Regions from separate parts of the Drosophila melanogaster genome. Here region 1 is linked to region 2. Evidence: chromatin contacts called from public HiChIP or PLAC-seq data. All regions are on one chromosome and are shown on one strand. Each heading gives the region's core, a stretch centred on a gene start, on an enhancer-like site or on the middle of the called end of the contact. The rest is flanking DNA. Distances are from core to core; before and after follow the strand shown. Region 1 holds the start of Sid (Stress induced DNase). Region 2 holds the start of CG9988.

Region 1 (3,850 bases), core at 1,073-3,572, 34 kb before region 2:
AGGAGGAAAATCGGTTTTCCAAGTGCATGAAATTAGATGAAAAATTTTGCCACAGACGGGTAAAGTGCGTATAAATTTCAAACATGGTCAACGTCCACCAGCGAAGTATGTAGAGTAAGCCAATAAGTAAATTGGCCAAAAGCAACAATTATCTGTGGTAGTTGGTTGTATGCATCGGAAGTGGAATTCCGTCCAAACGACACCATAGTTTATGGCCACTTAAAAGTGCATTTAATGCTCTTATTTGTAAGCAACCTCAAATGGCTTAAGGTGTAAATGAAGTGCTAAGAAATAATAGTTAAATTGGAAAATACTTAATGGCTTATAATTTAAAGTACAATTAACAATTACTATTACTATTATTACAAATATAGTTTAAAATTATAGGATCTCTTTATTCTAAATACCTAAAAATATTTAAGTAATCATACAAATTTTCTAGTCTAAGTCAACGAAAATAACTTATATTTTTAAATTAAAAATAAATTCCCCTGTTTGAATTTTGCGCACTTGACGCCTATATTTGTCTCGCTCTCCGTTTGCTGCTTATTCAGTCGCTCTTATTCCTTTCTCTTTCTATATGTACTTTTGTTAATAGATGGCGCTAGTCGATGCTTTTTGGCGCCCACTATTGAGAATTCAAAACCGCACGCGTGCGACATCTAGACGGAAAATGACAAAACTAAAACATGTACCGAAGATATTATAGCGTAACAAAGAGTGGTGAATGTATTAAATAAAGCAATTGTTGAGCACCATAAAAAGTTATAGTATGCAATCACTGTGGCAGACAATGTTTCCGGGTTGAGGTAGGTTCTTTTTAAACCCCTCTGTTCATTCTATATTCAATGTGTTCTGGTCATTGCCCTGCAAAATTAAATTAATTGCATACAGTTTCCTTATCGCAGCAATTCTGAGAATTCCAATTTTCTTCGCGGTTTGTTGCAGGTTACTGATAAGCCGTCATAATAAAGCGAAAATGATGTACAAATCAACAATGTTTTCAAATACCACTTTATATTTATTTTAATATGCACATTTTCAAGATCTAAGAAAATATTTAGTTTGACCTTAGCAAACACCAGTTAAGTGTGGAGCGTTTATGGTAATAAAACGGTACGGATCGCAGCAGACAGTGTGTCCAACGTCCTTCGTATTAAGGTTAAGACCCGGATGACAGGGTATCACATGGCAGATCTGGTTTAATGCCTGCTGATTGGGTAGACTTACGTCGTTGTAGGTCAGCATTACCCATTTATCTCCGGAGAGATGGCTAACTATCTTGTACATCCACTCTGGCACGGGAATTTTGTTATTATCCAACAGGTAAATTGGTATCATATTGTTATTGGTATTATGTCTTAGTCTATGCACTCCCAATGCCCCAATGCAAACCTTAAGGACATCGTAAGTACGCGGTATTTGTACATTATTGATGATTGGATTATCATACAGTCCCCTAACCATATTGTTCACCCAGGTCTCAACGGCCTTCCATTTGCCACGATTAACTCCTCGATATTGGGGGATAGCGTTTAGATACCTGAACGTTGACTTCTTCAGCTCTGTGGATATAAATGCAGAAGCCGGTGTCATGTGGCCACGATCAAATTTACACTGCGGCTGTACTGCGCCCAGGTTAGTGAGCAAACAAGCTTGTGTTGCTCTTCCCTCGTAGGCATTGTCAAATCCACCACTTAATTGATCCGACTGCCAAGTGGGATTGGGACGTGGAACGGCTAATAGTACCAGGTTAACTACTGTTTTTGCACCAATATTTTCCACTTACTGTTTACGTAGCGATAAGCCTTGTAGATGGAATGTTGAAACGCCAAGCTGTAGCCATCAAAACAATTGCGATACAGTTCCATAAAGCGTCCATTGAAGGAAAATCCTACGGCGAACGTAGCACTCGGAATGGAACAAGATGTATCTGGTACTTTTACCACGACAGGATCGGGTGGTGCACATGCTGCTGAGCTTAGCGCTGGACTGAAAACACTGTCATATCGACACAGGAATGTGGTGCGATGAAGTCCTCCATTGCACAGCAGATACAACGTCTGGTGGATTTCCACAATATCACTGCGCTGAATATCATAGACTCCGTTATTTTGGCTTAAGTACACATAATTGGCATTCAAATGAGCCAAGTCGATTAAGCAATTCGCTTGAACACTTCCTACAACTTAAGATCAGTTGAACCTCTGATAACAATAAAGCTTATTCTATATATACTCACAGAAATACAGGCTTAGAATCGTCAACATATACTTCAGATCGGGCATCTTCACAGCTTAAGGTTGATTTACGAACTAAGAATTCTGAAACGTTCAGAGCGCGGTCAAGCCAAACGCATTTCTTATCAGCATCGTATTCGTCATTATTCTTATCTCTTTAATTCAGAAAATCCCAAGATTCCTCAACGCGGCCCAATGATAAGCCATCGCTGATTAATAACCTATTAGTCGGTCAATCAGCTTGGAACCGATGTATTTCCAAAGATGCATTTATTTTTTTCAATGAAGTTGAAATGCATTAATATGTTTATACACTGAAGATAAATAGAAACCTCTACACATTTTCGGTATTATCCCAGCACACACCTGCCAAATTAGGAACGTTTCTTCTGATAAAGTCAATTGGATCACAGCAGAAGGTGTATCCAGTTCCGGTTGGATTCAAAGTTCTGGGGCAGGCAGTAACTTTGCAGACTGATGCTGGGTTTGGTTGTTGGGTTTCCCACCCATTGTTGGAGGTCAATATCACGTACTTGATGCCGGTGGTTAGGCTCCTAATGATTTTGTATGTCCATCTGGGAACGGGATTTTTGTTCGGTGCTAGGTAAATCGAAACAGATTTTTGGCTTCTGTTCAACAAATCAAGAACACCCAATGCCCCTGTGCAGACATTTAGCACATCCTTTTGTCCTCGAACCCAATTCTCAACTATCTTCCAATTGCTGCGATTAATATTGTAGTACTGGGGAACGACATTCAAGTACTTGTTGGTTTGTCTTAGGATTTTTGGGAAGCTGTAGTCGGCAACCGGTGTAAGGTGACCACGATCAAAGGAAAGACTTCTGGAAGAAGGCACATATGTTTGTCCAGATCCAAAAAGATACTCAAATCGATTGTAGATACTATTCATCTGAAAGGTAGCCTCATCTGCAGGAGTTATGATCCCATCCTTATCGAACACTGTTGGCGGCCGATCTGACTCTGGATTTTGTAATAAAATAGTTGCAATTAGCGAGTAAATAAGCTTAGGGTATTATAAGAACTAACTTAAATTGGTGGGGTAGACCGTGTTGATGGAGAAATACGCCTTCATGGTTCTCGCGTCGTAGCAGCTGCGATAGAGCTCCATGAACGTATTTCCGTATTTGAAACCAACCAAATACATGGTGTGTGGACAGATATTACTCGAAGTTGGAACAACGGAAGGCGGGATTGCCTTTGAGCAGTTCGTCCTGGGCAATGGTGGAGAGAACTGGCCATTATTCCGACAGGTGGAGGTGAACACCTGCGCATTACCATCGCACAGCAAACTTATTTGCTGATTTGGTTGCAATTAATCCGTGAGCAAGAGCTCGTAGCGATTGTTAACAATGTGGACAAAAAGTCGATCGGTCCATGTTTCAGCCTGTGTGATCTGGCAAAAGGACTTGACATTTCCCACAGCTGCAAGAAATGATTGTCACATTAGTTCACCAAAGAATCTTATCGTCCTTGAGCTTACTTAGGAACAAGCTCAAAGTAATAATTAGATATCGTAGCTCGTGCATCTTCATGGTACAAGCTTGAAAGTAGAACTGAAGATATCGAAAAATAAGCTTAAAGAGAAACTT
Region 2 (3,486 bases), core at 352-2,851:
CGATGATGTGTTTCAGGGTGTTGTGCAGATCGTAGTTGGATGTAAGCCGATTCCGATTCAGCTCAAGGGCCCTGGCGTATTCCGGATACTGAGCCCGGAACCAAGGCGGCAAATAGATAAACATCGAGGGAAGACGCTCTTCCAGGAATCCACTCGGCAGGGACATGAGTCTGCCATAGCGTGAGCCATGATCCGAGAGGAACACCATAATACTCTGATCGAACACACCATCGGCCTCGAAGTCCAGCAGGTACTGAAGCACATAGTCCTCCATTTTCGAGGGCATTTGGAAGCTGTCGTGGCTGAAACTGTTTGACCAGAACAGACCCCAAATGGGTCGCTCATCCACGAAACGGTTGGCAAAATTTCTGGCCATGTCGTAGGCATAACTGCTCGTGATCCGCCGGCCGATACAGTACTTCATCGAGCAGTCACTGCATTTCCAGGTGTTCAGGCCCGATTCAATGGCCTTCTGCAAGGGCCTTAAGTAGAAGTCGGTGGGCTGCTCCAGGAAACCCGGTTTCCAATAGTTGAATGTATTAATGCCTGCCTCATCCTCAGCATAGGCTGTGAGATAGCTGGCATTCCGGAAGTAGTGCCATATAAAAGGGGTCCTATCTAGGCACCCATCCTCGTGCCAGTTGCACACCTTCTTAATGGCCGACTCTGGATTGTAGCCTGTCAAAATGGCCAACAGATTGGGGAAGGTGTTGTCGCCTATCTGCACATGATAAAATATTTAGTCCTCGTTTATAAATCCCGCTTTCTTTACCCACCTTATTGTATCCTTGCTGCTCGAACCACCCGTCCCTCGTTAGGAACTTATAGACCTTCGGCATAGTTCTACGCAAATTGATCCGCGAAAGGCTGTCTATGCCGAACATAAGGACACTTGGCTTCCTCTTGGACGGTTTCAGCGAGAGTCCTTTGGGTGGTGGCCTGTATTGAATGAGGTTATACGCATCGCTCTGCAAAATATCCGACTCGTTGCCAAGACGATGGCAGGTCAAGATCAGGCCCTCAACATGGAGCGGCACCTCGTAGTTCTGAGAGAAGTATTTTCGCTCCATCCTGAAAAGTATGAAATTAATAGGGAGTTGGTTCTAAGCAACAAATCAAGCAAGATATTACTTATCATAACTGTCGTGCTTACGGTCCCGCGTTATCTCCTGATAATAGCAATTGTACTCCCCCCCATTGGAGTTGAGAATAATGGAGGCTAACGACTCATTGATGAAGAGTACATATCGCTGCCGACTGATGTCATAGATCGGAGTAACCAGGGCGGTTTCGTTTGAGCAGGTCTCAAAATGCTCGGGGTGGAAAATGGCCATTGCATCTGAGGCGAAGGGATCAACATACGGGATCTTGCACTTGGCGGACTCCACAAAATATGCGGGCCGGACTACATCCTGTACATTTCGATCTTCTTCAGCAGGAGGAATGTCGGAATTTGTGTCATCCGATCCTGTGACTTCTGAAACTCTGGGCTTAGTATTTGCATTTTGGGTTTTGATGCCGAGAATTACGATTATTGCAATTAGGCAGAAGCAGAGCCATTTATGAATTGGTTTTAATAGGGTTATCATGACTGTTTAGCAGCCAACGATAGCTACACACAAACTGTTCAGACCATCCGGAATGTCTTGCCATTAAGAGAGCCGTTATATTCTCTTATCGCTATACCGTTAAGGAAATTAAATATGTTTCAATTTTTTAAAACAACTTTTAAGGTACGGAAACGTTAATTTATTAATTGGTGAATGCTGCCAGTGAAAGTAAGAACGCTACATTTCATTATTTTTCTGGCATATCGATAGATATTGGAGACTACATATAATGAGAAAAATGGGAGGTTTTTGGTGTTAGAGTGGCAAGAAGTTTTTTTTATCAAACCGATGGAAATTATGAAAAGTTTTTTTTTATCAAGCCGATAGAAATTATAAAAGATTATATAGTCGGATTATGTAGTGTTACTTAGTTTTCAACGAATCTAGTATATCATTACTCCGTTATTCCTAAGACGGCGGCTGCTGCTGTGCATCCTATGCACTTCTATGTCGCCTGGATGTGACGCCATACAACAGACGGTAACACCAAGCTGATCGAGTGTGGATCGGCAGATAAAGCTGACGGGAATCTATGATAAGATTCGGGCCCCCACATCTTAAACAAAAAAAATAACTCCTAGATGGCGACACCATCACCATACGACATTCGGTCAACTACAAGCGAATATATTTTATATTTTACACTATCTTTACTACGCTTTCAAAGAACTCTGTGATTTAAGCGATATGCTTCTGTACAAATTTTTACAATCACTGCTAGAATTTAAGCCCTACACCTGGTTAGTCAAATAAAATATGGAGTGTGTCATTGCTAAAACGGGAAACATTGGGGAAATTCTGTTTAAATGTAGATACATACAAAAAAACTGAATATTACGAACTACATTTAATACAAATCTACAATTTGTCAACATTAATGTCCAAATACGAAAAAAAAGTCGTTGTTTATAAGATAATTTAAGATAAGATAATTTATAATTTATAAGATTCAAAATAACTTAGCTTAACTTTTTCAAACAGCGAATGAAACCACCTTAGCCGAGTTGCCCTTCGCCTAGCGGAGTTCGACACCAACCATAGAGCACTGCTTACACAGGAGACTATTTATAAAATGATCGCACCCCGGGATATTTATTCTTTTTCTTTGCATTTAATTAGAATATTGAAACACATTTTAAACCTAAATAAAGAAGTGTGACATCTTGCTTAGTGGCCCAGTGCAAACGGTTATCGATAGCTCGCAGTAGTGTGAATACTCTGCGAACGCGATTTTGAGCTCGGGAGAATATCTGGATTTTTTAGGGCATTCAGTTGCGCATTTGGGGGATTTTCGTTATAACTGCAGCAAACACCCTGCGCGTTTCGATTCGATTGGTTCTTGAAATGGTAAAATGCGGCTGGGCCGTCGAAAAAATTGAGAAAAATAAATCGCGTCGAGTGTGGGACGCGAACGGAATCGCTGTGAAAATACCGAGTTAAATGTGCGTGATCGAAACTTTCCTCCGAAAAGGATCTGCAATCGAAACGGAAGGGAAAACGCAGAGCAAGACATCCTTGCCCACGCAGGATAGCTGTGTGAAGAAGACGCGACGATAGGCCAAGAGGGAGGGGGAGCACAAACAGGATAAGCAGTGGCAGAAGAAGAAGCAGAAGGCGGAGCCGCATCTGCCGCAGTCAAAACAAGAGAGGAAGTGGAACAAAAGCGAGATAAAAGTGCATTCAGCTGGGGGAAATGTGAAATGTGAACGATGTTGCAACGTCGCGCTGCTTGCATCGCCAAGTAAAAGCAGAGTCAGAGGAAAAGCAAAACCAAAGCAAAGCCAGAACAAACAAAATACACAAAGTGAGAGAGGAGAGAAAGAGAGCGGTAGTGTTTGGTGTATCTGTGTGTAGTGCGTTCGCGTGTGCGCTTGTG

The links. HiChIP or PLAC-seq counts read pairs in DNA pulled down with a chosen protein or histone mark.
Region 1: a contact with region 2 is called in a CP190 HiChIP or PLAC-seq map of the Kc167 cell line, with 2.5 times the contacts expected there. The contact joins the promoter of Sid here to the promoter of CG9988 in region 2. A contact is called at or near these places in 86 of 107 Hi-C or Micro-C datasets (the Clone 8 cell line, the D17-c3 cell line, the Kc167 cell line and 27 more) and 3 of 6 datasets of contacts at active chromatin or transcription factors (all in the Kc167 cell line).

The regions. Positions count from the first base shown.
Region 1 is chr3R:28,669,176-28,673,025 of dm6, reverse strand. It overlaps Sid (Stress induced DNase), which reads right to left and starts at 2,322. Exons shown (of 3, transcript NM_143370.2): 1 at 2,243-2,322; 2 at 1,790-2,188; 3 at 1,005-1,739. The coding sequence starts at 2,288. The coding sequence ends at 1,072. CG33346 reads right to left here and starts at 3,793. Exons shown (of 3, transcript NM_206578.2): 1 at 3,742-3,793; 2 at 3,288-3,683; 3 at 2,574-3,221. The coding sequence starts at 3,793. The coding sequence ends at 2,575.
Region 2 is chr3R:28,634,526-28,638,011 of dm6, reverse strand. CG9988 reads right to left here and starts at 1,601. Exons shown (of 3, transcript NM_143368.3): 1 at 1,132-1,601; 2 at 777-1,071; 3 at 1-721. The coding sequence starts at 1,589. It overlaps CG10011, which reads left to right and starts at 2,913. Exons shown (of 6, transcript NM_143367.3): 1 at 2,913-3,486.